Regions from separate parts of the Mus musculus genome. Here region 2 is linked to region 1. A link is a contact called in public HiChIP or PLAC-seq data. All regions are on one chromosome and are shown on one strand. Each heading gives the region's core, a stretch centred on a gene start, on an enhancer-like site or on the middle of the called end of the contact. The rest is flanking DNA. Distances are from core to core; before and after follow the strand shown. Region 1 holds the start of Tmppe (transmembrane protein with metallophosphoesterase domain). Region 2 overlaps Fbxl2 (F-box and leucine-rich repeat protein 2).

The links. HiChIP or PLAC-seq counts read pairs in DNA pulled down with a chosen protein or histone mark.
Region 2: a contact with region 1 is called in an H3K4me3 HiChIP or PLAC-seq map of forebrain, with 6 times the contacts expected there. The contact joins the enhancer-like site here to the promoter of Tmppe in region 1. A contact is called at or near these places in 1 of 39 promoter capture datasets (embryonic stem cells), 1 of 484 Hi-C or Micro-C datasets (ganglionic eminence) and 6 of 115 datasets of contacts at active chromatin or transcription factors (astrocytes, bone marrow-derived macrophages, forebrain and 2 more).

Annotation. Positions count from the first base shown.
Region 1 is chr9:114,396,355-114,403,775 of GRCm38.p6, reverse strand. It overlaps Tmppe (transmembrane protein with metallophosphoesterase domain), which reads right to left and starts at 2,681. Exons shown (of 2, transcript NM_001200002.1): 1 at 2,507-2,681. It overlaps Glb1 (galactosidase, beta 1), which reads right to left and starts at 2,698. Exons shown (of 16, transcript NM_009752.2): 1 at 2,507-2,698. The coding sequence starts at 2,584.
Region 2 is chr9:113,976,604-113,984,024 of GRCm38.p6, reverse strand. Fbxl2 (F-box and leucine-rich repeat protein 2) reads left to right here. Exons shown (of 15, transcript NM_178624.6): 13 at 1-40; 14 at 4,355-4,567; 15 at 5,085-7,067. The coding sequence ends at 5,192. Ubp1 (upstream binding protein 1) reads right to left here. Exons shown (of 16, transcript NM_001372510.1): 16 at 5,998-7,421. Among named protein-coding and RNA genes, the nearest start is that of Fbxl2, 46 kb to the left of the region's middle. Within about 2 kb of position 2,829, at least 84 of the 459 cell types and tissues checked have an H3K27ac peak or open chromatin away from gene starts, as enhancers often do. A contact at or near this core is called in astrocytes, forebrain and stem cell-derived neural progenitor cells, where this site is marked.

The DNA.
Region 1 (7,421 bases), core at 1,432-3,931:
ATGTAACAGTAAAACCTCACTTTCACACTTCCAGTGCGTGGATAATACAGTTTTCCAAAAACAACAAAATCTGAGTTGACTGCAGATTGCAAACGGCAACGTAAGATTCTGATTTCTGGGCCTGGGGATGTAGCTCAATTTGTAGAGGACCTAGCATGAACAAAGCCCGGGTTCCACTCTCAGCACCACAGAAACAGGGCATGGTGGTGCACCCAGGTCCTCCCAGCCCCCAGGAGGTAAAGGCAGAATCGTCAAAAGTCCAAGGCTATGTTTGATTACATACCAAGTTTGAGGCCAGCCAGGGTTCATGAGAACTTCTCATTAAAAACAAAAGGGGCTGGTGAGATGGCTCAGTGGGTAAGAGCACCCGACTGCTCTTCCGAAGGTCCGGAGTTCAAATCCCAGCAACCACATGGTGGCTCACAACCATCCTTAATGAGATCTGACTCCCTCTTCTGGAGTGTCTGAAGACAGCTACAGTGTACTTACATATAATAAATAAATAAATCTTTTAAAAAAAAAACAAAAAAAAAACCAAACTCAAAAGAATAGACTTCTCTTAAAGTAATTACAGCTCTAGCCCAAAACGGAGAGACATATCTTCATACAAGTGTATTGCTTGTTAATGTGCAATCGGTTTGGCAGGAGGGGACTGGAGAGATGGCTTATCAGCTAAAAATATGGACTGTTCTTTCAGAGGTCCTGAGTTTAATTCCCAGCACCCACATGGTGGCTCACAACCATCTGTAATGGGACCCAATGTCCTCTTCTGGTGTGTCTGAAGATAGCTACAGTATAGTCACATAGAAAAATAAATAAATCTAACAACAACAACAACAGAAGGAGGAGGGAGAGGAGGAGGAGGTGGAGGCAGGAGAATCTCTGACTTCCAGGCCAGCCTGCTCTACAGAGTGAGTTCCAGGACAACCAGGGCTACAAAGAGAAACCCTGTCTTGAAAAAGGAAAAAAAAACAAAACCAACTCCCCCCCCAAAACTAAACAACCCCACACACACATTTTATTTTTTTTTGTTTTGTTCTGTTTTGTTTTTAGAGACAGGGTTTCTCTGTGTAGCCCTAGCTGTCCTGGAACTCACTCTGTAGACCAGGCTGGCCTCGAACTCAGAAATCTGCCTGCCTCTGCCTCCCGAGTGCTGGGATTAAAGGTGTGTACCACCACCACCCGGCTTTAATTTTTAATCTAGGTCTGAAGTTTGAGAGTTAACGTTGCAGATGCAAACAAACAAAAATAACTGAAAGCCAGTTGGCTGGAATTTCTTGGCTCTAATCTAACTGCTCAAGAGGGATAGCTACATAATTAAGAATTCCCGCGGAGATCACAAAGCAGCGTCTCAGGGTTCGGCTCTCACAGGGCACCTCAATTTCTTGCCTGGTGACTTACATCAGACTGGTGACACCTCCATAAATCCTTATCTCTTCCTGCCCATCCTGACACTCCAGATATATGGGTTCCTTTCCCCTACCTGTTGGAGCCTCTGCCCACTGGTTCTCAAGACCTCAAGCTCTGACGGAGCAGCCGGCACTAAATTTTCGTTCTCCTTAATCGAAAGCATTTTCAGCAACTGTTTTCCAGAAACTTAAACAAGTTTCAACTCTGGTTTTAGATAAACGTGTGCCATTTCCAAGAGTGTAATTTTTACAAGTCTACAAGGTTCAAAGTCTACTACCAAGTACTTGAACTTACCCGACTCAGTCCATCTGGAGGGCCCCAAGGTGACTCGCTCAAAGTGCAAATGAGTAGGAGCCCCGTTCCACCACGCCCTGTCCCCTTCGCAGGTTCGGTGCAGACCTCCCCAGGTGCGTGTCCCACGCGCCTCAGCCACTGCCCTGCCACCCAGACCTCGCCTGTAGCACTTGGCCTCTTCCCACCCTCCTCCCGCACCGCCAAACCCTAAAAGAAGAAAAAGGCTTCCAACAAACAAGGCGATGCACACCTCAAACTAAAAGCAGCCAGCAGGTGGCTAGCGAGAAACATGAACAGTATGTTTGAAAAGGGAGAAGTCTCTGAAAGCGAATATTCCTGTGACCCCACTGCAGGAGCCACTCCTGACCCCATTTTTTCTCCTTCCGGAGCGTTCCATGAAGCCCGAACTCCGCAAGGATCGCGCCCCACGCCACTGCCCGCGGAGCCCTCTAGCAGCCCCGCGCAGCCTGGACCCCTCTCCCCAGAAACCGAAGCTGGAAAGACTCAGGCGCACCTCAGCTAGCCCCCGACCGCGCTGCACAAACCGGGAAGCAGGTCCGTGCACACGGGACCGCCGCAGCGGAACCCACGCGCGCCAGCAACCAGGAAGGACGCGCGCCCCGCCCGTCCGGCCCGCCTCCTACGGGAGGCCCGACCACTGCCTGCGCCTCGGCGGCCTGCCTGCTCTGAGCGGGTGATCGAGGGTAACCCGGATCCCGACTTTGCAGAGCCGCGGCTTTCCTCGGCCTCTGCCCGCTTCCCAGCGGCGGAGCGTCCCCGCGCGGTGGCACCGGAGACTTACATAGATGCCGTGCGCAGCGCCCAGCAGTTGCAGCAGTGCCAGGAGCGGGAGCGGCGTACACAGGGGGACCCGGAGCATGATCGCGCCACGATGGGGTCTCTCCGTTAGGCAGTGGGCGCTCTGGCCAGCCGCTGCACCTCCGGGGGTTGTTGAGGACCCTATGCCAGGACCCGCCCCCAGCTCCGCCCCGCCCCGAGGCTCTGTGCTGCGAGTGGAGGTCCAGCCTCTGTAGGCCACGTGACTCAGAAGCAGCTGTGGTCTATGCATCTCCCACAACTGTGTTTCCTTCCGGAATGGCGGCACCCCTGAATGAGCAATGATGAAGTTCAGGGGCTGGCCATTCACAGGGGCCTTCAGCCTGTCCCGGCTGCCAGAAAAGAACTGAGCAGGGAAGAGGAAACCAGCCAGTCAGTCCTCAGTGCTCTGGCCTTAGAAGCCTAGCCCCTAAAACTCTCCCTAGCACGTGGTCTAACATTCACAAGGTGTGGTCCACAGGCCAACGAGACTTAAACATGGAAATGCAGACTCTGGGCCCCAGCCCAGAAACCCTGAAGTCCTAGACCCGGACCCAGCTCCGAGGTTCAGTGAAAGCAAAGGTGAAGAAGCACTGTAGTAGGTTACAGAGGAATTCTAAGTGTGACTCAGCTATGGCCAAGTTATTTTGAAGTGCCCTGATTTTTAATGAGAACAGTAGCCCTTCCCTCTGGCAACTTCTGATCTTCCGCCTACTGCCTCCTGAATGCTGGAAGTATAGCCATGGGTCATCACCTCTGCTTTAGTTGACGTTGACTTAAATATACATGAGATTTTCCCAGCTTTAATGAGTTGTAGTCAATAACAATATTCATTTATTTTAGGCATTATCTCATTTATTTATTTATTTATTTATTTCACTTACTTTTTGCAATGCTATCGGTGAGTCTCAGGTCCTCATTAATTCTAGGCAAGTACTCTACTATTGGGCCACACCCCTAAATCCCCTTTTTCTTTCTTTCTTTCTTTCTTCCTTTCTTTCTTTCTTTCTTTCTTTCTTTCTTTCTTTCTTTCTTTCTTTCTTTCTTTCTTTCCTTCTCTCTCTCTCTCTCTCCTTCTTTCTTTCTGTTTGTTTTTCTGAGGCAGCTTCTCACTGTGTATCTTTTTTTTTTCTGGATTTTTGAGACAGGGTTTCTCTGTGTAGCTCTGGCTGTCCTGGAACTCACTTTGTAGACCAGGCTGGCCTCAAACTCAGAAATCCGCCTGCCTCTGCCTCCCAAGTGCTGGGATTAAAGGCGTGCGCCACCACGCCCGGCCTCACTGTGTATCTTTAGCTGGCCTGGAACTCTAGAAGATAGCCTGAAGACTGGGCTGGTAGTTGTTTTTAGTGATAGAGGGTTTGGGGTGGGGATACGGGTGGGGCACGACGATGTGAGAGGGAGGCGGGAGTGAGTACTCTCAGAACCTGCACAGCGCAGCACTCCTACAGTGAGATGGGCGAATCCTGAACTCTGGGGCCAGGTAGCCTGGGTTATGCAAAGGAGAACAGTAGGACAAACGGCCTCAGAGCAGGACACACACCAGATATCATTCTCTGACCTCCACATGTACACCATGGCGCACATACACACATGTGGGCATTCACACACGGGGTCATATATACTAATATACAAATAAATATCCTAAATAAAGCTGTTTTTTTTTTTGGTTTTTTTTTTTTGGTTTTTCGAGACAGGGTTTTTCTGCGTAGCCCTGGCTGTCCTGGAACTCACTCTGTAGACCAGTCTGGCCTTGAACTCAAATTTGCCTGCCTCTGACTCCCAAGTGCTGGGATTAAAGGTGTGTACCATCACGCCCAGCCCAAAATTTGAATTTTTTTAAAAAACAGGATCTCAAGGCTGTCCTTGAACTTACTATGGTTCAGTGGTTGTTTTAGTTCTATAAAACAGGGCCTTTATTATGCAGCTCTGGCTGCCCTGAGATTCTATGTGAAACAGAGAACTTGCCTGCCTCTGCCTCCTAGATGCTAAGATGGGAGGTGTATACTGCCTTGTCCACTCTCACAGTGTGTTTTGATAGGTAGAACATGTAGTTAAATTAGGTTATTGACAGACTAACTCCTTCACTGGATTCTAAATGAACTCCTGTCATCTTCTCACCTGGATCTCCAGTTTGTCCATGACATTTTAGCTCTGTCTTTGGTGGTCTAAGCCACTGTGGTGTGGTGGCTTTCACCTGTAATCATTAATGCTCTATAGGGGGAGGCAGAAGGATTTCCACAAATAAGAGGCTAGCCTGGGTTACATGCCACTCTAGATAGACATCTCTAGACCTGATGTGTCCTCTAGTAAATTTCCACACAGGGGATGTTTCTACACTGTTTCATTATTTTTGGACATTTTGACTCTCTTGCCTGTATGGGCTACACATAATTTGATATCTTTGCTAAGTTTGTTAGGTTTTCCTGCTTCCATTTCTGTCCCTCCGTCCCCCAACAACCAGGACCAGATATCTTTGCCATTTATCCATCAGTTAGTGGTTTTCCGTTTTGATGGCCGTATAGCTGCTATACCATTGCACATGAATTAGAGAAGACAGACATCTTCCCTTTGCTTTCCTAGTGGTTTGTCTTACAGGCAATAGTGCTGCACTGATTTTGTGGTCCTTCCTCAGTGATGGCCATTCCATCCCCCGGTCTACAGGCTGCCACTTTCCATAAGTTTTGGTTTCATCAGTGGTTGATGAAACATCACTAAATAGCGCATTAGCCAAATGTTGTGATCATTCCATTGGTCCCCACAGTTCAATAGGTGCCTCTTTCTGGGGAGGGATGAGCAATTTACGGTCGGGAATATAAGCATATGAGCTATTTTCTCTGTGCAGGAAGGTGTAGACCCTTTGCTACCACATCCTGGTCATGAAGAATTCACATAGGTACCAGTCCCACTGTAATACCTCCCTTTCCATAGCTAAGCCTTCAAAGGACTCTACCTTCAAACAGATCCAATCCATCATTGGCAGACCCACCCTTATGACCACAGAGTGGTTGGCACCGACTGAGTATAAGGTTCTCCACGCCGCGTAGTAAAATGTCCAGATTTGTTTCTTAAAGACAGAATATTTATTTTCCATATATGGAAAGCATTTGCATTAGAAGTCAACAGGCAAATGTTGGTGGACTCCTTTTTGCTTTGTGAAGACATGTCCCCAGTTGCTAAGTCACCAATAAATATGATACTCATAATCAGGGTATCATCTGGCTCAGTACTGGTCAGAGTTGCATGACAGAGAGGAGCTTAGCAGCAGTCACAGAAGCTGCTCTTTGTCCCTGTCCCCATTGGGTATTAGCTGCATTTCTAGTAACCCTGTAGAGGGTTATAAGCTGTAAATATGATATGTGATTTCTCTAGTGTACAAACATACTCATTAGGGTCCATATTTGAATTTTGTCCCTGGATGGTGGGATTAAAGGCCTACACCACCACCACCTGGTTCACTGTAACTCTTGGATTTAGAAAACAACTAACTTATAGCGATCCACCTGTCTCTCCTGGGGATAAAGGCATGGCTATCACTGCTCTGCTCAAATATTTTATCTTAGTTCCAAATCACTCCAACTCTTAGAGATTTAGAAAACAAGTTGGAATTGTAATAACCCTTTGAATTTACTTAAAATATTCTAAGTCTCTTAACGGTGTTTTTGATACTAAACAACAAACATATCCTTTATAGTGAAAACTCAAAAGCTGATGTCCAAGGTGGCCTGGGTCACACGGCAATCTACAATCTAACATTCTAACATTGAATCAAGAAACATGGTTTAAGAAAACCCATCTTTTATTTCATGCCAGTAAGGCAAGTTGCCTTTAGTAAATATCATTCAAAAATCTGATTTTTTAATTTCATTTTTTTTCATGCTTGACCAAATGAAAGGCATTTGTTAGTCTTTATAAGTTAGTTTGGACTGAATGACCAAGCTGTCTGATGAACTATCACCTCTCCTTATTCAGGAGATCTCTCCTGTTCAAATCTAATCTTTATCAATCGTGATGGCAGCCACTGTGATGGGGTCTGGGAATCACCACACAAACCGCTGATACTGATCTCAGCCAAATAGGGGTGGCTTAATGAATGCCGCACCCCAAGACTGATCGATCAGGTCCACCTTCCAGGCTCAAGAGCTGAACTGTGACCTTGAGTTGAGATCCTATAGGGCTTTTTAAGCCTGAGATCTACAAACATCTGTGCCAACCTATTTCACCAATCAGAATTTAGGGATATGGGACTTCCTTAGGAATGTGTCTTCATGTTCACTTATCCTGTTTCCATTGGTTGGGGTATTCAACTGTGACAGAGGACTTGCCTTGTCTAACAAATTCATGTCTTAACTTGTCAACCAGGATGGGACTCGTCTAACATTCATGTCTTAACTTGTCAACTAAGATGTTGGTTACCCATGTCTATGTCTCTTTCTGCCATAGCAGGGTGTCAGTTCCCAGGGAGGTCTCCGGAATTTAAACTGTACTTGATTTCTGCTCAAAATGGAAGCCTTATTCCAAATAGTTTCTTATACTAGTTCAGGTATCTCTCTTATGTTGGGGTCCATCCCAGGGGCAGCTTACAAAAGCAAACACCATAAAAGCTTATACAAAGGGGCAGGAAATGCTGCTGGGGGGTTGGTTTGGGTCCAAGCTTATTGTGGGTAACATACAAAGCAGGTCTAATGTCGTCTATCATGACTGGCTTCCAAGGGCACAGAACATAACAGAATACGTAATCAATCTTGGCATTTGAAAATGTCTTTGTAACAGCAGAGACATATGTGACCTTATAATATTAGTAACAGCACAAACTGACCAGCTAGCCAGTTAACAGCTAGGCCTTAACATTATATCTAGGCCTTAATATTTTACCTAGGTCTTAACATACAGCTTTTGGTCTC
Region 2 (7,421 bases), core at 1,580-4,079, 420 kb after region 1:
CGTCCAGCTCTCCATCCACTGTCCCAAGCTGCAAGCCCTGGTGAGTCCGAGCTACTGGTGAGACTTCAGGCTGCCTTAGGGATGAGAGGACACACACACACACACACACACACACAGACAGCAGATGCCACGGGGTTCACTTTGTGTAAAGCCACTATCACTCTTGCTCTTAGACCTCCTTGCTGGGCTAGCCTGGGCTGTGGGGCATCTGAACATGACTTCTGTTGTAGAGAGGGAGAGAAGCTGACAGAAACTCACAGCCCCATCGATTCACATAACCTCATGTTCACCTTGTCAGGGAGATGAAAGTTCGATGTAAAAATCCCATTACCTAGGAGCAAAGATTGGGGCCACCCTATGGGCCTGCTCGTGTTCGCTTGGCCCTCTGCGTGGTGTAGGGGTCCTGTAAGGTCAGGATAGCCTTTCTTGGGGTTTCTGAACACCAGGATACCACTCTCAGTGCGGTCCCATTTTTTACACAGGCTGCTTTTAGAAATGGGAGATAAGAGTAAACTAAACTGACACCACAGTGAGTCAGGTGGTGTGAGGTGCACAGCTGTGATCTTAGCTCCTGGGAAGCTGCCACCCGAAGAGTTCAGGTGTGAGCCCAGCCTGGCTGCCATGTCGAGACCATATTTCAAAGAACAAGATCAAAAAAAAAGCTTACTTCAGAAACTAAAATGAAACCCACCAAAGATGATGAACAGAGCATCAGGCCTGCAGTGAGACTACAACTCAGGGCCGAGGAGAAGAGAAACATCACAGGCTGCTGACTCTATTCACTGCAAAGTGTCCTGAGGGCTCCCCTGGCCTGGACTGTGGGCATCAGCAATCTCACCCTGGCTCTGGAACGTGAATCTTTGTGTAAGGCATGGGTGAGCAGCATGTGGCCCCTGACCCCATGCTAGACACCCCATTAGCCCCCCCACCAGCCCAGTACACCGAGGGCAATCCAGGTGCAGGCGTCATGTGAAGTGCGTTTGCAGTATAGTGGGTCCCAAGTTTACAAGGACAGCCAACTCAGTGATTGACAGACTGGCAGTGAGTGTCTCCTCCAGCAGCCCAGTAGGGCAGATAAAAGGCAGAATGAGTGGAAAAAAGAAGTCTTTCTTCTATGCTGGAAGTGCCTTCCTTAGATAACCGGCTTCCTTGGCTGAGCAGGTGGCACACACCTTTGATCCCAGCACTCAGGGGGCAGTGGTAGTCAGATCTCGGAGTTTGAGGCCAGCCTGGTCTATACAGAGTTCCAGAACTACATAGAGACCCTGTCTTTAAAAAAAAAAAAAATCTTCCTTATACTTTCTTACCTTATCATCGACTTTCAACTAAGTGCCTAGGCACACACTTCTACTTAAATATTAAGAAGGCCAAGAGAAGATGGGGCAGCCAGCCAGGGACCTTAGGGCCATGGGATTGAATGAGTCACTGGGTGTTTTTTGCTTTATATATCCCAAGATAGGCTTAAAGGAGCTGATAACAAGGGATTCTGAGACAGGAACAAATCCCCAAGAACCTGTTGTTTCTGCTCAGAGGACCCAGGGGGAGGATGGTCTACCAAGAAGCCTTCCTGGCAGTAACTCAAAACAGAGCTATGCTTCCTGCCAGGAAAGGGTGAATGGACAGTCTTTCATCTTTGCCCAGGAGTGACAATCTGCAGGACCACCTGAGAGCACACAGGGAGCCTAGACCTAAGGCAGACCTGAGGCAGGCTGTCTGAAGGGGTCTGAACACCTACCTGTCTCACGGCGGCGAGGCAACTGCCCCATAGGCATCGGACGATCAGTATGGGGACTTGGCCATTGGATGCAGACTACGGGGCCTTACCTCACAACGCAGTACTATAGGCCTGGTGCAAGGAGATGTAATGAAGGTGTCGGAGCATTCTGGATGTAACAGAACAGTCTGGACTTATGTTTGGTGGCAGTGTGCAGATGACAAGTCCAGATTAACATGACATTTGACATTTTAAAGTGGACTTCAGAAAAATGTTCCTGGTAGAAATTATGAAGACACCATAAAAGCAACAAAGTCAGTGCTCATGAGTAGATACAGAACATAGAACTGTTCCGAAAATTAAAACCAAAAACCAGTGAACGGCCTTAAAGCAAAGTGGTCTAGTGTTGGCAAGTGAGCACAGCCTTTAGAGAACAAAGGGGGTGACTTGGGAGCAGGGACAAAAGATGTGACAGTCATAGGATCACAGTTAGAACCAAAACAGGGCTAAAAAGTCCCAAGCTGGTACCATGTTCCTGTAGGTTGAAGCTGACCAGACCTCGGGCAGATGCTCATCATGGGCCATCTTCCAACCACCAAAGCCAGTTTCCTCACGAGGATCCTTGGGCAGACACTGGCAAAGGCCCAGAATCCTCACCTCAGAATCCTGTGATGGAAATCTCCAGGAAGTGCTGGGAGGACACTGGGGTGAATTTAAAATGAATCTACTACCACAGAAAGCACGACAGTGGGTCCTCAGTGTTACAGTGCCACTGCTGAGTATGTTAAACAGAACACACAGCACCGGCACGCGGCAAGGCTGGGAGACAGACGCGCACATCCACATTAACGGTGTGATCCCACAGCAGGCAAGGGAAGAAGCTGAAGCGTCACTAGGTAAACTCGAGACTCTCCTCATGCAGAGGATGTTGTCGAGACAGAAGGGGATCCTGGCACAAGCTTCACCCGGCTGAGCAGGAGGACAGGATACCAAGTGAAGTAGGACAGTGTCGTCAGAAGAAAGCAAAATAAAGCCCAAATTAAAAGGCCATAACACGGTAGAGCACAGTGAGTGGAAAACACAAACACCAGAGCAGTATCCTAGCAACACTGGCTGCTGCTTTGGAAACAGGCCCCAGGCCAGGCTGCTAGTATCAGCAGCAATCAGCTGCCACCAGGTCTATACAGGCTGAGCGTCCTGTATCTAAAATGGGGCCAAGGTGTTGGCCTTCCAGATTGTCTCATTATATACACTTAGATAATGAAGTACTTGAGGCTAGGTCCAAAATCTAGAAACAAATTAATCTTATGCCTAACGTGCACCTTTCACAATTGCTACTGCACCGTGTTCTGACTGTGACCTGTTCTATTTGTAGTGATAATCAAAATTGTTTAGATTTGGAGAATTTCAAATTTTCACATTATGGATGCTAAACTTGTAGGAGGCACAACTACATAAATCTGACAACATGAGCGAAATGAACGTCTAACTCACTTGATATAAAATAACCCAAATAACCCTTAAGGAAGTTCCTAAATTACCCCAAATGTACATGTAGGAACATGTAGAAATGCTATAGAACTTTTGCTAACACTTAAAGAATTAACAGGGTTCTATACTGCTGGCCTTTCTGGGAAGTGTAACATCACCCAGGGATCCTGGGCTGCAAGGGGAACCCCATGAGCAGGCTCGATGGGAAGGATGTTTGCTGCCAAGTTTGGTGATCTTCATTTGATTCCTGTGACCCCAATGGTGGCCTGTCTCCTGCCACACTCTGAGCCTGACATTCTTGTCCCCCAGCCTGGGCCTCCAAGCACATTCTGTCCTTTCCTACCTGAACCCCAGCACCTGACATTATTAGCTCACGGACTGTCAAGCTCAGCCTGTCGGTCGCTCTCAGACACTGGATCTTTTCTCTTTACAGCATTTATGCTCATATGCATTTTCTATTTTCATGGGTGGGGGGCAACTGTCCAGTCTGAAGTTATTAAGTAAACTTGGCCATGTAAACTCACCCTAGTACTTCTGCAACCTTAATTACCACTTCTAAGAGGCTGGTGATATATGACCAAGGTCAGGATCTCATTGCATAGCCACAACTGAATCATGGATGTGTGTACTTTTAATGTGTGTACGTGTCTGTGCTAGGGTCCATGCATGGGACTGTGGATGCTCCTGTAGCTGGAGTTACCAGTTGTGAGCAGTATGTGCTTTTAATTTACACTTCCAACCCTGTGCATTTTAGACAAGGACAGTAAATCTACTGGCTTTACTATTGGCACCTTTACTCAAACTGGGCCATAAAACTGGTCAAGGGAGTAAACTCGGAACTGTCCCCTGAAGCATCTTTCCTTGTTTCTGGTTGGAAAGCCGTGGTCGGGGGTAGCTCTTAGAGAAAACCGCAGATTACTTCCTATGCACTAGACAGGGGAGAATGAAGCCCGGCAGGCTGTTAAGTCGGATGAGGTGTTGGTAGTCTCCGGCTCTTCCAGCCCTCCGTTTATTCATGGTGACCCTTCCCACACATGGCACTGAGTCTTCAGCGCGTGCTTTGCAGAGGACACTGCCACACCGCAGTACAGCAAGCAGTTACTCTGGACACTTTTCCTAGCTGGAGCTTAGCGTGCCTCTCCTCCCCAGAGCTTGTCCCACTGTGAGCTCATCACAGATGAGGGGATCCTGCACCTGAGCAGCAGCACCTGTGGGCACGAGAGACTCCGGGTGCTGGAGCTGGACAACTGCCTTCTTGTCACGGACGCCTCGCTGGAGCACCTGGAGAACTGCCGAGGCCTGGAGCGACTGGAGCTTTACGACTGCCAGCAGGTCACCCGTGCAGGCATCAAGCGCATGCGGGTAGGTGTTAGTCCCTCCTAGGCTCTCCTTGGCAGCTGGGAGATGGAGACCCAGAAATCCACATCCAGGCTTGTGAGTGGGCTCAGCAGGTTAATGGTGCTTGATACCAAGCCTGTCTTCCTGATTTCATGGCCAAGAACATGGTACAAAGTAACAGAACCAACTCAGTGTTGTTTTCTGACCTCCACATACATGCTGTGGCATACACAGTATACTAAACCCAATACCCAGTTCTCCAGTCTGGTGTATTTATACAAACTGTGATTACAGAAGTGCCACCATAGGCTCCTTCAGACATGTACCCTTAGATCATTGCCACTAGAGAGAAGTGTTTCCAATTGTCTTTAGAGGGTGATTTGGGGCCCAGGGCTAGAGGGGTTTTAACAGGGACAGTTCTAGCTTACAGCATGCTCCCTGCCTAATTAATGCAATCAATTGTAAACGGACTAGAGGTTTTCAAAGGTTATACAAGAATCGCAATCCCAGGGCAGACGACTCCTTTTCCATTTCCTTCTAGGCTCAGCTTCCTCATGTCAAAGTCCATGCCTACTTTGCTCCAGTCACCCCTCCACCAGCAGTGGCAGGAAGTGGACATCGACTGTGCAGATGCTGTGTCATACTCTGACAGCAGCTGCTTAGGCCACGGGCCCCATCCTCCAGGTTAGACCAGTCTCCTGGCTGTTCCATCGTCACCCTATCTCGACTCTCCATGGTGAAAACATTACAGGTAAAAGACTTCAGCACAGATTACAGTACCTGGTAATGCTATTCACCTTAACACTGCTAGGATGCAAGCAAATCCAGGTCTGTGTCATCCACAGCAAGAGTGGTGTGGTGCAACCTAGAGCCCATCAGAGGTGGGTACCTATGTATACAAGTCCCACCTGGCTTTGTCAGCATTCTATATATACACCTTCAGTGTTAGCACAACCTGAGCAGAGTAAAAGAGCCTGCTGGTTTCTACCTGATCCTTAAGCCAGTGGCCTAATGTAATTCACAGCAATTTCTGTCCATCTGCAGGACTTGTCCACTTTAAAGACTAAATAGCACCTTTATGAACGTGATTGTACTGCAAACTCAGAATGGCTGGTAGTTTCATATGTAGAAGTGTGTGTGAAAGGCATGTTAACATACTTCCATAAGACACCAAAGAAACAAGGCCTCTAAGCTGGGTGGGGCAGGATCTTCACCTTTCTGTTTGTGTCAACTCGTCATACCCAACTCTAGGGACCAAAACCACCCCCTTTGCATTGATCCGCTGGGAATTACAAGCTCTGCCAGATGCCACAGCACACAGTGCATTTCTGTTAAAAGGAAAAAGCCAATTATGTCCATCCACACTTCTCAAAAAATTTGCGGGAACCTTAAGCAAATCCAGAATTAAGGCTCAAGTTATCTATAATCAAGTAAAAATAACAAACAGATGCATGTAGAATGGATGTGGTTTTTATTTACTCTGAATTTTTAGAAATCATAACTGTTTTAAAGCTTGTCAAATGAATGACGTATTTGCAGCTTCAGACTCACAACACCTCACCTTGCTCACTGGAGTCAGATTTTTGCAAATGCAGGCACTCCTGTCCCTGTCCCAGGATGCTGTCTTTTACTATTACGGTGCTGCTGCTCTGTGCCACTGAGACCTCCCACCTTCAATATTAATAATGGTAGCTGAACCTTCCAGCAACCACCCCAACCACAACTGCAAGAAAGAGCTTTTTCTGCCTCGGTGGACAGCACTGAAGCATCTGCATAGATGCAGTGTCTCCGATGCACTCTGGGAGGGAAAGCAGATACACACACATTCCAGAGACTCATCAGGCGAACGGCTCCTTGTAAGGAGTACTGTGATACGAAGGGTACGACTACCACAACAGCTACTTAACTGTGGCGCTGTGTGGGGGGTGGGGGGTGGGGCATGGCTGCTGGAGGAGCTGCTAAGTAAGCACTAGACCTGCTCCAGTGACTCGTGAGACTCACTTCTATGAAATACCCGAGACAACTATGGAATTTTTTCTGAGCTAGAATGATGTGGCTCATTGCAGATGGTGGACTTGATGCTCAGTGACCATGACTTCGAGCCTGATCTGTCTCTTCTAAGTATGCAGCAGGCACTTACTGTAACTACTTGTCTTGAGTTGCATCACCTCTGTGGAAATTGGGATGAACATCTTACACCATGCACATCGAGGCCAACCCTTGAGTCCATGTGACTTCAGATGACAACAGTGCAGCTTAGATTTGAAATGAGTGACACGTTTACAAAACAATCAGAAAACATTTATTACACTGAACTGTACATCCTATAACCAAAGTAGCAGACTGCTGGTGCCATGGGCCAGGTATAGTTTCACTGAGACGGCCTAGCACTTTGTGCTGCTCAGCACAAGTTCAAGTCTGAGGAGCCTGTAAGTACTTTCACCCCACTTCTAAAACCTGATAATGAATTCAAAATAATACACAGCATTAAATGACATTTATTGTTCCATAAATCATGAGATCCAAAAAGGAAAGCTAAATAGACAAGCAAAATTCTAAAACAATTAGGAGATAAGTCCACTTCTTTCCCAAGTAAGTGAATGGTACAGAAAGCATGTGGTCACACAAAGCAAAGGGAAGGACGGATGGGAGCGCTCCCTCCTAAAGGGCCTGCAAGGCTACAGCACTGCCAAACCCAAGAGGAAAATTATCGAGACAGTTTGTTTTGTGGCAAGTAATTAATCCCCAGTATGAATAAAACAAGCTGTTAAAGCCTTTACCCATTGAAGTAGTCTGTCTTCTGGAAGAGATTTCATTTAAAATGTAATTATTCCTACCCACCTGAACAACAAGGGTCAGACAAGCGCATTCACAGCCA